Regions from separate parts of the Sus scrofa genome. Here regions 2 and 3 are each linked to region 1. A link is a contact called in public promoter capture Hi-C data. All regions are on one chromosome and are shown on one strand. Each heading gives the region's core, a stretch centred on a gene start, on an enhancer-like site or on the middle of the called end of the contact. The rest is flanking DNA. Distances are from core to core; before and after follow the strand shown. Region 1 overlaps ITGA4 (integrin alpha-4). Region 2 overlaps LOC110257027 (a long non-coding RNA gene). Region 3 overlaps LOC110257027 (a long non-coding RNA gene).

Region 1 (4,563 bases), core at 1,029-3,528:
CTACCACATGCACATTCCTTGGAGGTTATTTCTGGAGTCAATCCCTATGCTCTGTGTGCCCAAAGAATTTAGGTTTTTCCTTCAATTCTGACAGGCATTATTATGATAAATTTTAAATTTCATCCAATATTATGACAGGCTCTTCCCAGTTAAGTACAGACATCTACAAATAGACTCGGTGCCCTTCCATACAGGAAGTAAGGGCTAAATACCAGTAGTTGTAATACCATGAATCAGGAAACTATGACAGGATAACAAAAATAAAAAACTTCCCTCCTGAGACCTTGTCAAAATCCTCTGGCAGATCAAGGTCGTCTGCTCTGCTCCCTAATTCTTCATCCTATAACTTCCTCATGCAATGAAAATTATGATCTGCAGATTATCCAAATAGATAGGTCCGTGAATGTGTTATGCTTACCTAGTTTGCCTTTGGGGGTGGAAAATGCTTAATGAGAGGATGAAGTTTACTCTATACCCTGCAGACAACTTCAAGACTTTTATGGATGCTCTCTGACTCAAAAATAAAATTCCATCATGTGCGTACTCTATTTGAATTCATTCTCAATGAAGAGAAGCAGCTTCCCAGTTTGAGAAAAAGCAAAGACTACTACCCCCAAAAAGGGGGGAGGAGGTGGTAAGATGCAATAACTAGCTTATCCCAAAAGTGCATTGATACAAAGATAAAGATGAGAAAGGTACCAACTGTGACCTTTTATTCACTTTCACAGATGACGTATCAGCTCAGCAGACAACATATTAGAATTTTCATTTAATTTTATTTGCGCTGAAGATGTATACATGATAGGAAAGGGCTTAGACTTTGGACACAAGTAGACCTGACTTTGACTTGGGGTCCCATCTTCTACTTGCTAGCTAAGTAATTCTAGAAAAAGTCCTTGCAACTCTCTGAGTCAGAGTCCTCATGGGTAAAATAAGAACAATGCCACTTTTCAGAAAATAAGCAACATACATAGCAGTTCTTAACAATATTTAGAACAAGATATAGTCTGAATTAATATTAGTTCCCCTTTCTTCTCCCATGTGTCTGTGCAAAGCAAATCTGCTTTTGGATTTGAAACACGAACTTTCTCCCCTCCCTCATCAGAATGCATTTTTCAAGTCATCACAAACCTAAGAAGAGACATTAATAAATGACGTAAAATAGAGGTATCTACGTAACATCAGTTTTTGGAGAGAAAAAATAATAATTATACGTTAAGCTTTATTTTAAGTATATTAACAATGGAGATGCCACTTTTTGCTTGTGTTCTTTTAGATTTCACATTCAAAGTAAAACTATATCATTTTCTTTTTTAGAAAGCTCTTGGGCTAAATGACAGGATAGGGAATCAATTCCAATTGCTAATCCTTATCTATTCCTTAGCCTGTTCTTTAATAAGGCTGATATGTCAAAGATGGAAATAAAATTTTCAAGTCTTGGCTTAGCTGGATCCTGTCCTTAATGTGCTGAGAGACTTGAAAATGTGTTTTACAAATGCGGGAAGAAAGGGAGAGGTGAAAAGAAGGTTTCATAAAAAAACTTTTCCTTCACATAGTTTTGTCAGAGAACTGCAATCATTGTCACGAGTGAAGTTAGTGAAAATCATTCACTTGGAGAATAGGCAACAGGAGTTCTTCCAGGACTTGTGCTTCCTTGGGTATGTGGGGATGGGGGTGGGGAGGGGTCACTAGCTTCTGGTCGCAGACTCAACTCACCCAGCTGAAGCTGTTCGCAGTTCCGCTCCGGATTCTTTCCGATTCTGCATCTATAAATCGCCCCAGGGTTGACCACCGAAGTATTAGCTTGCCAGCTGGCGGTGGGCGCCCCGACTACCAGCCTAAAAAGAGAATTGTGCACGTGCGCGCAGACGTGAGCGGTGCTGCCCATTGAACTCCAGGTCTCTACAGACGTGCAGCTGGCAGCAGGGCCGCTCTCCCCACCTCCTCCTCCGCCCGCCCACCACCCCAAACTCCAGAACGCACACTGGGTGCTGCCACCTCAAGACAAATTAGTTTCCCGGGCACTTCTCTCGCGAGCTGGCCGTCTCTGCGTCCCCCTCCTTCCTCCTCCACAGGGAGGAAAGTTTCAACCCGCAGGGAATCCCTGAGGCGTCTTTTGCTCGCGGCTTTGAGTTACCGAGACCGACCCCACTCACCATCGGTTTGCCCCGTGGCTGTGCAGCACCACCGAGTAGCCGAACAAGGTTTTGGAGGGGCCCTTGTAGAGCAGCGGGCTCTCGGTATCCACGTTGTAGGCGCGCCCAGTCGGGACTCCCAAGAACAACAGTAGCATCACTGCTTTCGAGACGGCTGCCCTTCGGGGGCCAGGCCCGCGCCTCGATTGTACAGCCATGCGCTTGCGGAAAGGAACATTCAACACCAAACGACCATGGTCTATCTCAAAGTTGCGCGGGATGCGACGGTCAGCCAAGGGGAAGAGCGCCCCAAGAGAAGAGGCTCAGCGTGTCCGGCGCCGGCGGGCAGGCGGGAGGGAAGAAGGGAGGGAGGGACAGAAGGAGGGAGGGGAAGTCGGGCCGCAGCGGGCGGAGCGATCAGAGGTGGCCCGGGATGCTGCGCGCTTGCCGGGCCCCACGCCCTGTTTCTGGAGCCGAGGAGGTGAGGTACTCCCGAGGTCTGGGGCGCGGGCCGCTGGGTGGGGTCCCGGGCGTGGTGCAGAGGCGCAGTACCTAGCGCCGTTTCCCCCATCGCGCGGCTGTAGGGGGCGCTGGGGGACCTTAGCTGCGCAGGACGCGCGCCAGACTGGGGCCACCTAGTCCAAGCTGAGCGCGGGATGACGCCTGGCTCCTGGGACTTTGCAAGAGTAGGGCGAGAAGGGGCCCCGGGCTTCGCCTTTTAACTGTGGTTGGGGCCTAGATGCGTAGCGACGAGGTTCCAATCAGCCTCGAGAGCCCCACTATGAGGCTCCTCGACCTGCCCCGCCTGGCCTGGCCAGTTGCAAACTCGGGCACCGGGATGGACTGCGGTGGGGATTCATCCTGATCTTTCGTTGGTTAAGCGCTATATTTGATTTGGGGGCCATAAGGAACCACTAGAAAAATCAATCAGGGAGACACAAATTAAAAACAAACAAAAGGCACTCCCTGAAGGCACCTGAGAAATATTTTGGTGACAAAGACGTTTTGGTATTCACTTTGAGACTCAGAGCCCTGCACCCCTCTATGCCCACTTCCTTCCTCCCCGCACTTCCTCTTAAGTCCCAGCCTATTGCTTGAAGAGCAGTGGCTAGGGCTGAACAAGAGGGGCGGGTGTTTTAAGGCTATTGCTAAGTCCAAGGGCTGGATTAAGGAAGCGCTGTGACTTGCCTCGTTTCAAAAGATTCCTCTGTTGGGACTCTTGACGCTCCCCATTTCCACACATCCACCCAGTTGCCACCGGATGCACCTGCCATCAGGGCTCAGACCCAGTTGAGGTCAAGAGACACACACCACAATGAGCCTATGAAAAAGCGCTGAGGACCCACAGCACAACACACCTGAACTGGGCTTGATTCTCATCCTAATTAATCCATGGTGTGCTTCAGGTTTCTTTCTAGAGCAACCAGCCACAGCCATAAATGATTAGGATGGTATTTGTAGGCAATGCAGGTCCAAGTTAATATATTATTACTCTATGGTAAAAAAACATAAGAAAACGTGCTCATCACATAGTGTCTGTGCACATTAAAACAACTGAAATAGCACATCTGAAGTTGTAAAGGCAGATACATAATTAAAATACTTGTTCCTTTTTTCAACATATTCATTGAATGGGCACTTGGTAGGCCCACAGAATGCCAAGGTGAACAAGGCAGGGCAAGCTTTTAGGAAAATTTTCAGCCAAGTGGTAGATAGACAGATGTTTACTAACTAGAGAAAATTCAGAATGCTTTAGGGGCACTTACAGGACAAGGAGGGCTGCATTAGACTAAGCACTCCCTGAACTAGGAAGGAACAGGAGGGATAAAGGAAGAAATAGACTTAAGAGAGTTCTGAGAACTGAACCTAGAAGAACTTGGTAATAGTACTGGTAAATACCAATGTGGAGCTAAGATGAAGGAGTCTTGATGGGACAGGACCTCATTTCTATGATGATGGTTATAGTCATGGTTCTGATTTTCATTACAATTTCAGAAAGTCATCCTTTATGACCTCATGCACTATGTTAGCCCCAATTTTTATTCATCCAAGGCTTATTGAACAGTTCACTTTTCCCAAGTATGGAGGAATAAATGGTATTTAATGTTGCTATGACAGAGCCTGAAGATACTGCTCTCTCTCCAATAGATACTTTTGCAGGTAAGAGTGACAGTCAGGTAGCAGGTGGGTGAGCATGTTCATGCAGGAAGAGAGGGACTTTGTAAAACTACTTAGGCCTATCCCTTACCCTGAACTGAACTCAAATACTCGGTCATTCAATTAATGTCACTTGATTAATATGCTTCAAGTGCCCATAGTGTGCTAGGAGCTGGATAAAACTCTCAAATAAAAAACATACTTCAAGTGATTTCTATCCTTGGTAAGAAGTCCTGCCCAGTAGAAACAATTCTCACATGGGCTCGCCCAG
Region 2 (4,572 bases), core at 1,201-3,700, 140 kb after region 1:
AGATGTCAGGCATTTTTCTGAGTTATTTGCACTTATTAATTATAGCCCAGCCATGGGATGGCCCCTTCACAGGGAGTACCTTCTTAGGGGAGAAATGACTTTGCCAAGGTGACCTAGACAGTAAAAGGCAGAGCTGGAACTGTAGCCCAGACAGTTTGGCCTCAGAACCCAGCACTGCGCCCTCAGCAAGAGACAGTCTTCTAAAGATAGAGTTTTTAATGTCTCTTCAATTCAGAGAACATAGCCATAGTTTCCTTAGCTCTACTGGGTTATATGTGCTTAATGACTAACTAGAAGAATTCTAAAAGAATTGTAAAGCAACAACTGCTGTTACTGGTACTCAAATTAATTCTTACTCAAATGTCACTAATATCACTAAATTATTTTGCAGAAAAAATGTTCTAAGAAGTTCAAAAGCATTAAGAACAACCTAATTATTTTCAAGTTTCATCACTTTATATTATTAAAAAATATTCTGAATCTCTACAACTGTTCCTAAATGAGGTTTGCACTTGTAAGTGACTGGGAATAAACTTCACAAACTATCTTCACATTTCATGATTTTTTTTTTTGAAGAGGAAAAAAAGCGAAGGTTTCAGTTACTAAGTAAACAATCTATAAATGTACATCCTGTCTAAAGAAGCAGAATATGAAACCAGAGGATTCTCAAGACTGAAGAAAGGGCAGAAGATTTACGGTTATTTTACTAATACCTTGTTCTTCTAGACATTTTTCTTCCACCTCTCCTATACCATTTTCTCCCTCTCATTTTTCCTTTTTCCCATAATTCATTACATTTTATATTTCTTTCTTCTATGTATCTCTTTTGCAGCTGTGAATAAAATTAGAGAAAAATTTCAAAATAATAAACATTGTTTTCCTTTCCTCATTTATTTGCCTACTTTATCTATCCTATCCTGCCCATTTACTCTCTTTTGTCCATTTTGGCTCTTTGGCCCATATCTCAGTCTCCATGTATGCAAAATCACACGTCATCTCCTTACAATAAAAAGAAATTACTGATTAAGAATATTTAATTTGTTAGGCACTAGGAATTAGGTGCGTCGTCCTTGGTGAGATGCTAATATTGTTCAAAGCCCAGTGTTTCCTTAGGAAATTCATTATCAAACTTCTCACCCTATTTAAGCACAAATTAAGATGAAGCAATTTTTGAAATCTGATGCTTAGGCAGAATTGAGAATTAAATCACCAGTGAAAGGGAAGAAGACAAGTGATATGAAAACTCTCAGACATGTTTACAAGCTGTGCATCAAACAGGCATGGACGTTTTGACTGAATAGTCTGTAAGGGACTAGGTATGTCTTATGGGTCTAATCAATCCTGCCCAAGAAATATTAAAATAGTCAACATTTGCAAAGAAAAGTCAGAGTATCTTCTTCTTGGATCCTTTGAACTTGGTGTTTAGGATAACCCTTCCTAAATGAAGCTCCTTATGGAAACTTGTCCCATTCAGAAACCCTACCAATGGTTTTTTCACCAGACTTAAAGAAAACAGATAGTAAACATCCATGGTAAATAACGAAGAAGGCATTTCCTACTTTTGTGGTCAAAGACAGGTGTTGACTTCTAAGCCGTGGGCAAAACAAGTATTCTCACCTTCCCAAATATGCAAGAAGTTCCTGGTTAGTGCGTGTGTGTGTGTGTGTGTGTGTGTGTGTGTGAGTGTGTGTGTGTGTGTGTGTGAGCGCACACAGGCACATAGGATTGGCATAACAAATAGTGTGGTTATTTTGTCTAAAGTACTCGAGGATCTTTGAAAGATAAGCCTAAAACCGTCGGAGATAAATACTTCCACTTCACAGATGAAAATGGAAATACAACTGAGAAGTGAGAACTCTCAGCAAGAACTATATTCATGTATATTTACTTCACAAATATTTATTGCACACTTAAAATGTGATTTGCAAGACACTTTTAGGACCTAAAATCAAGTTATCTTGAGTTCCTCTATCCAGTACTACTAGCTGTTAACTATAAGAAGATTAATAAGTTGTTAGCTACAGTAGCGTAATAATCTCTTTTCAGGGATAAATTATATTTGTATTTTATTTTTTCATAGAAGTAATAAACTTGCTATAATATAATGGAAATTTGGTATAGCCTTTCTCACAGCTGTCAAGAAACAAACAGAAATAAATCCATAACTGTTTCTCTTTTTCACATCACAAATGGGCAATAACATTGTCCTGTGTCCACACACACACTGCCAACTGAACACAAACTATGAAGTGAGGAAACATCAAGACTTGCTCTTTCCTTACAGACCCCATTTTGTCAACATACCTCAACTGTTTTAACACATGCTCTTCAAGATAAGAAAGCACACTGCATTACAGAGATATATATATACTCCGAACTGGTACAACAGCTTCAAACTGTCGCTATGCTCTCCAAACCACAAACAGTGTCTCCACTGTGCAGGGAGAGCAACAGAAGAATTTTAAGCAATTCTCTCGTACAATGGTTTCTGTTAACAGTTACTCTGAGCCTCTGCCTTGGACTGAAGGTGAAGGAAACTGTGAGCTGTCACCTTTGATGCCTCTCACCTGCTGATTCCCCCATAGTCCCTCTGAGTCATCCGTAAGAGGACTCTGAAAAGAATACAACAACACTTTGTACATTGAGTCCACATATTTCACACTTGGGCTTTACATTTTAATTGTTTCAAAAGAATATTTAACTAAGCACAGTTGCATTTGTCAGTTTAAACCAGAGCACTTGCGAAAGTAAATTATACTTAATATTCAGCATCAGAGATCCCATGTGGCTCAGCAGTAACAAACCCAACTAGTATCCATGAGGTGTGGCCCTAAAAAGATATATGTATGGCATGATTTCCACATCTGCAATGAAAAGAGTAAGTTGCTAGCTCTCTCAAGAAGTGCACCTCTTCTTTAATGTGTACTGCTGAGACTGATTAACTTAAAGGTGTAAATAACTAAGACTTTTAAAATTCCCGAAGTATATGATATTGTAATGAAAAAAGCACAATTTTTAAGGTTAGGATAACCCCAGTTTGTGTGCCATGGAGGACCCATGTGGCCTTAGTCAATTCACCTAATATCTCTGAGATCCAATTTTTTTAATAAAATGGGGAGAAAAAATATCCATATCATATGTTTGGTATGGGCTTTAAGTGAGATCAAATGTCTGTCCTACAGTGAACACACAGTAAATGCTAGCTGCCTTTCCTCATGTGAAAGAATATACTAAGTTTTCAAGCTCTATTTATCTTTGGACAACTTTTCTATTATTATTGAGGGAAATTATAATGTAAGCAAATTATAATATAAAGAAATAAAATTTCTGAGGTAATTTTTAGGGCTTTTCTGCTGAAGTAACACATATGACCACCTCAGGGTATCTGAACAGCAATTCAAGACATAGGAATAATTTAAATCTAAACAACAATTTAAGTTCTAGTATTGAAGCTTCAGTGGTAAAATAAAAAAAGAAAGTTACATATTAAGTATAGTTATTGTCCCTTAAAACCCTGTTTTCCCTTTTGGCATAATGAGTCTTCACTTAAAGTCAGAAAAGTCTAATGTTTTCCCTGAGCTTGTGAAAAAGAATCTAAAATTTATCTTCACTTTCCAAACAGAAACTAGAGTTGTTTTTTTAACTTAAATTCTAAAGACAGTGAAAAACATCCTGTAGTAATTAAGAGTAGTTTCTAATATCTTAAAGAAGCAAGCTTAAACTGCAATTTGTGAAGATCTATAGGCAGATAAACTCACAAATTTGTATCATTTATAGAGGAACTGATACAGAGACTCAAATCTAGTTCTAGGAGAAACTTCAAAGAATTTCAAAAGTCAAACTTACCACAAAACCCAGTTTGTAACCATGGCTAACGAAAACTATGACAGCTGTGGAATCGGTCAAAGATAACAAAGGGGTCATTTCTGTGTCACCTAAAGAGAGGCTACTTGTTAGATGCCAACTTTCCCTTTACTGCTGCTGACAGGGTGCTGTGCAGACATGGCCCAAGGAGGAGAGCAGGTAAGAGGTGGCTCTGACTCTAGAATAAGAGAGTGACAATGGAAAGCTGAGACTCCAGGTCTCTGGATGTCTTGCAACCAAGCTACCACAGGTTGGGTAATATTTTCTGTGCCCTTGCTGTCAAGTTAATATTTGAGCAAAAAATGCTCAGATATGATTGCCAGTCCTTTGCAAATTGGCATCTGGACTATGGAGTTAATTTAAATCCTGATTGTGCCAATTAGCTGTGTGGCATAGAATAAGCTATTTACCTTCCTCATCTGCAACTGGGCATTACAGTAGTTTCTATCATACAGGGTTGTTGAAATGGTTAACTGAGTTAACATCTGCAGAGCATTTGTTACACTGTCTCTTCAGAGGAGCCTCATTCACAGTTTCTTAAGTAAAAATGATTCACTTGCCACAGATGGCACCAAGAATTCAGAAAAGTAACTCAGATTTATGACAAAACCTTAAGTTCAAAAGGCCAAGAGTCAGAAAGTTTTTTAATGACTGAAATACAATTTCATCTATTTTAATAAAATCATTAATTAAATATCTAAATGCATA
Region 3 (4,735 bases), core at 642-3,141, 220 kb after region 1:
CTAGTTGATAATCCCACAATGTTATCCTCGTCAGTATGACCTAGGTACCTATGACATCGGTTCCATGTCGGAAGATTTCTATAAAATTATTTCTAAGACACTGTCAAATATAAAGGGATTCTCATCAATATGGCTCAACAGTTAAACCCTATGTTACAGATGAAATCCAAATTATGCATGAAAAGTCTGACTGCCATACAGTGTTCCAATGTTTTACATACATTCCATCCATTTTATGCCTGTTCTAAGTACCATTTTATTCCTTGATGCTGTCAACTCTACCCCATTAAAGAGGTAATGATAACTAGTCCATCTCAAGAGAATTTATGTTTTTTTTTTTTTTTAAAAGGGACACTCAGAACACAAGAAAACTTTCTAGACTCTGTAGAATAGAACAATCATAACGGAAAGGCATATGACTCATATTTGGGGACAAGGGACTTACTGTCACTCTCAGTTGAGATGCGCTCTCTAGGCATAAAGGGCATGTCTGTTAAAGGTGGAGGTGAGAGAAGCAGAATTATTTCCTCTTTCTAGGGTCCACCTCACCAGATAATAAGGGTACATTTGTATGCCTCATGCTTTTGAGGAAAAGTTTCATGAAAAACAGTCATCTTAATTTCTTTTTAATGAAAATCACTTGTGTATTTTTCAGAATTTTAGTCCAATAAGATAAGTATCTTTAAAAAGAAGAAGCGAGGAAGACAGGAGGACAAAGAGTTTAATCTTGATTAACTCATAGAAAATTTGTAGATATAGGATCCTGTAGATTTAAACAAACCTCAAACTAGATATCAAAAAGGGGGAAGAGAAGTTCCCATTGTAGCTCAGTGGTAGCAAATCCAACTAGTATCCATGAGGACACAGGTTCAATCCCTGGCCTCTCTCAGTGGGTTAAGGATCCAGTGTTGCTGTGAGCTGTGGTGTAGGTCACACAAGTGGCTCGGATCTGACATTGCTATAGCTGATGTTCCCAGGCTAGCTGATTCAACCACTAGCCTGGGAACTTTCATATGCCGTGGGTGTGGCTCTAAAAGAAAAAAAAAGGGGGGAGAAGAAAACAAATATATTTGGTTGTAACCTTCCAACAAATCATGTGCTTTTTAAATTGCACAATTTTTCTAAACTAGTCACAAATCATGGAGATGGTTATTAACCATGTCATAAAATTCAAGCAAAGAAAAAAATGCTTAATTAGAACTGACATGGTCTGTTCCTCTTAAACATAAAAAACTCATAAATTACTTTCATATGATTCCAGTTTTGTTTTTCACTTTCCAAATGCTGACCTGGTTTTAGCATGGTCACTCTTACCAATTTAATGTATAATTTACATTAAAACTAATCTAGAAGTCTACAATTTAAGCAACAGCCAGATAAAATGGGTTAAAGGCACATGCTTTAATGAAATATTGTATACTGCCTGACTGAAAGTGATACTTCTGTTCAAAGTATCAAAACAAACAAACAAACAAACAAAAAAACCCTGTTTGGGATCTAGGTGCTCCAATATTAAAGGACAGAGGCTGTTTGTAAGGTTTCTACAACGTGAAGTGGAACACTCCCATGACTAAGTGGAGCATTACTGCATATTACAAATGCAAAACAGAACTTTTTCAACGCCAGCATGATGAGAAAGTTTGGAAAAGCTGCTGAAGGGATCAGCAGAAAGAAATCTTATCTAAACCTTTCTCATCTGACTAAAAAAGTCTCTCTTAAATAGAGGTGGCTTTAACCCTTTCTGGAGAAGCTTCCAGCTACTTTCTGGAGGAGACTGCTCAATAAAATCTTCTTTACTTCCAAATTGAAGATCTAACCAGTCTCACCCCAGCCCCGCTCTTCACCCCCTTTTTGGTTAAACTGATATACAAACCCCTAGCTCTGGCTATTCTGATAATCATTCACTACTGAGTACTCCCACAAGTATAATAATCTTTTCTCCTGCATCTGTCTACTGTTGATTAATTTGTGGGCCCCACCACCAGAAATTATGTTGTAATCTCACTCTGGGACATGAGATTAAGGGAAAAAGCTTCCCCACTTTCCATCTAAAGGCAACCTACCATGACCTGAAAGCCAGATTTTTTTTTCCCCCCTAGGGCCACACTTCAGCATAAGGAGGTTCCCAGGCTAAGGGTTGAATTGGAGCTGCAGTTGAGGCCCACACCACAGCCACAGCCATACCAGATCTGAGCCACATCTGCAAACTAAGCCACAGCTTGTGGTGACACCAGTTCCTTAACCTACTGAGTGAGGCCCAAGAATTGAACCTATATCCTCATAGAGACCACATCAGGTCTGTAACCTGCTGAGCCACAATGGGAACTCCCTGAAAGCTAGATTTGAAATTTATATTAATTTTTCCTGATTTTTTTTTTGGAATTTATGGAGTTTGGTAAATACTGTTATAGAGTTGAATGCTACTCCTCTAGTTTAGGACCAAATCAGTATATCTTGTTAATTTTTGCAAGATGTTGAAATACAATAGAATTTTTATTTAAAACAAATATGCTAATGGTTAACACAAATATACATTTTGGGAGTAAATATGCCTAAATTAAAATTTAAAATGCATCAAACAGGTAAAAAGTGTTTTATAGGATGATAAGGCCTCAGTTAAGGTACAGTATGTCTAGAAAAAAAGCATGATCTTGGTTTCAGGCACTCAGATTTGAAAATCATACATATATTGTGGTGGTCACCACACCCAGAATAGTGCTGTTGCCGTAGTAACTGACCTACTTATAAAGAAACAAGGGTGATGTGGAAGAAGAACAAAGAAACTAGAGTGAAAAATAGAAGTAACTGGCCCTGAATATGTAATAACAGCAAGAAAAATACTAAGATAGGATATGTTGAGAGGGTGTTTTATTTCAGGAAAATATTAGGAACTTTAGAAGAGTCAAGTCTTCTGTTCCTTTTGAATTTTTTATTGCCTGAAAGCTACGCACATAAGAGGCACTCAAATACTTATTTGGGGGTGGGGGAGGGAGGAGAGAAGGAGAGGAAAAAATGAGAACATCCAAGAAAACTATTCTGTACCATCACATCAGTAGGCATCCAAATAATAGAACAAATATCAGTGATCACTTTAACCACCAGTTCTCAAACATAAAACCCAACTGTGAATGCTGAAGGAGAAAATGTCCTTATTAAAACCTATGACTGTAAGTATTCATAAATGACACTCAAGTCACTCTTAAATTCTGGTTGTCACTGTGATGGGAAAGGCTCAGCCTGAAGGTAAATTATTTTCTTAAGTTTGAGTTTAATTCATTCAGCCAGTTCTGAATTTTGAAAAGAGGAAAACATATGTTTCCTTCCCCAGTGGCATTTTTACACTCAAATAAGTCACAAGTAACTATCCTGTCAACAGTTCAAGTAATAAAAAAAGGCATGATTTTGAAGATTCATGCATTTAAACACAAATGGATATTTTGTAGCATGTTTGTAGGTATTTTGGTTTTTCAAATGTGACTTTTGGGGTTCTAATATTGTTTTATATTTTCTATTCAAAGATTATCTATCTTTAAGCTTACAATGGCAATTAAAAGTTAAATTGGTCCTATTGGAGAGATTAACTTTCTTGTGCTGCAGAAATAATTCAGACTGTATTTACAAAGCAGTTTGCCTCTATAAACCCCAATTCTTTCTAAACACATCACCTAGTGATAAGTTTGAAATGATTGTGTTGATTGCCCAAGAACAAACTATGTGCTTCTGTGACTTGAACAGGCACACAAATCCCCTGGGATCCTGTCAATATGCAGATTCTGATTTTGAAGGTCTGGAATAAGGCTAAGGGTCCACCATTTCAGGCATCCAGGTGATGCTGAAGCTGCTGGTCAGCAGGTGACATTTTGAACAACAAGGCTTTTGAGACCTAGAATTTTTTGCTAAGTATTATCCTTTTTTCCCACAGTTTTTGTCTGATTCATTTGGGATTTTAACCTTTAGACTAGTTAGTGTTCCATCCCTTTGTATGCCTTAGTACATCAAAAGGATTGCACACATGGAGTTTCCCTTTGAAATCCTTAAGAATTGTTTATCAAAAGGTTGATTTTTATTTGTTTTACTATCTTTGATAGGGATAAACATCCCTGATTATTTTAAGTCCAACTCCTGTGGCAAATTTTGTTGTATTTATGAAATATGCTATTGTGAAAATCTAAAAAATAGTCACAGATTCAGGAGATATCTCCAGACCTGACCAACAATAACATTTTTGGCAACACAGGGAGGAACAGGAAGCTGTAAAGAGTTTCTTTTAGCCTCAAAAGCAACCACAAACTATATTTCATACCACTATGAACAACAGAATCGATGTCCTCCATATGGGCCAGCAAAAAAAGAGACCATTAAAATGCTATTGGAAACCATGAATTGAAAAATGGTGTAGACTAAGAGTGTAATGATACAAGCAGGGCACAAACAGGAAGGCAGGAAATCTTAAGGGAGACCATCCATGGCCTCACCTCTATTAAAAAAGTACACGTATACACACGGAAATAGATTCTCATGATTTCCTTATTTCTAGTTTTAAATTTATTCTAGTAAAGCACAGAAAAATCCACCTCAATAGATTCTGACACTGTGCAGGTGGATTCAACTGTTGCAACTTTGATTCATTATACAATGGTAAAACCTAGGATAAGTTTGCCCGTATGAACAAAGTCAGAAAATATAGGTATCTGGTTCTTTTTCTTAAAAGAGGCAGAAAAATATAAGTTAAAAA

Evidence for each region. Promoter capture Hi-C pulls out the DNA fragments that hold promoters and counts their contacts.
Region 2: a contact with region 1 is called in a promoter capture Hi-C map of fetal liver, with 4 times the contacts expected there. The contact joins two enhancer-like sites. A contact is called at or near these places in 2 of 5 promoter capture datasets (fetal liver and liver), 6 of 47 Hi-C or Micro-C datasets (alveolar macrophages and blood) and 1 of 2 datasets of contacts at active chromatin or transcription factors (alveolar macrophages).
Region 3: a contact with region 1 is called in a promoter capture Hi-C map of fetal liver, with 4 times the contacts expected there. The contact joins two enhancer-like sites. A contact is called at or near these places in 1 of 5 promoter capture datasets (fetal liver) and 1 of 47 Hi-C or Micro-C datasets (brain).

The regions. Positions count from the first base shown.
Region 1 is chr15:86,945,281-86,949,843 of Sscrofa11.1, reverse strand. It overlaps ITGA4 (integrin alpha-4), which reads right to left. Exons shown (of 27, transcript XM_013982231.2): 1 at 2,157-4,563; 2 at 1,717-1,838. The coding sequence starts at 2,353. Among named protein-coding and RNA genes, the nearest start is that of ITGA4, 5.5 kb to the right of the region's middle. Within about 2 kb of position 2,278, at least 40 of the 83 cell types and tissues checked have an H3K27ac peak or open chromatin away from gene starts, as enhancers often do. A contact at or near this core is called in fetal liver and liver, where this site is marked.
Region 2 is chr15:86,802,834-86,807,405 of Sscrofa11.1, reverse strand. The region is part of intron 2 of LOC110257027 (a long non-coding RNA gene); the gene reads right to left. LOC110257026 (a long non-coding RNA gene) reads left to right here. Exons shown (of 2, transcript XR_002339180.1): 1 at 1-4,023. Among named protein-coding and RNA genes, the nearest start is that of ITGA4, 140 kb to the left of the region's middle. Within about 2 kb of position 2,450, at least 13 of the 83 cell types and tissues checked have an H3K27ac peak or open chromatin away from gene starts, as enhancers often do. A contact at or near this core is called in fetal liver and liver, where this site is marked.
Region 3 is chr15:86,720,222-86,724,956 of Sscrofa11.1, reverse strand. The region is part of intron 1 of LOC110257027 (a long non-coding RNA gene); the gene reads right to left. Among named protein-coding and RNA genes, the nearest start is that of ITGA4, 220 kb to the left of the region's middle. Within about 2 kb of position 1,891, at least 4 of the 83 cell types and tissues checked have an H3K27ac peak or open chromatin away from gene starts, as enhancers often do. A contact at or near this core is called in fetal liver, where this site is marked.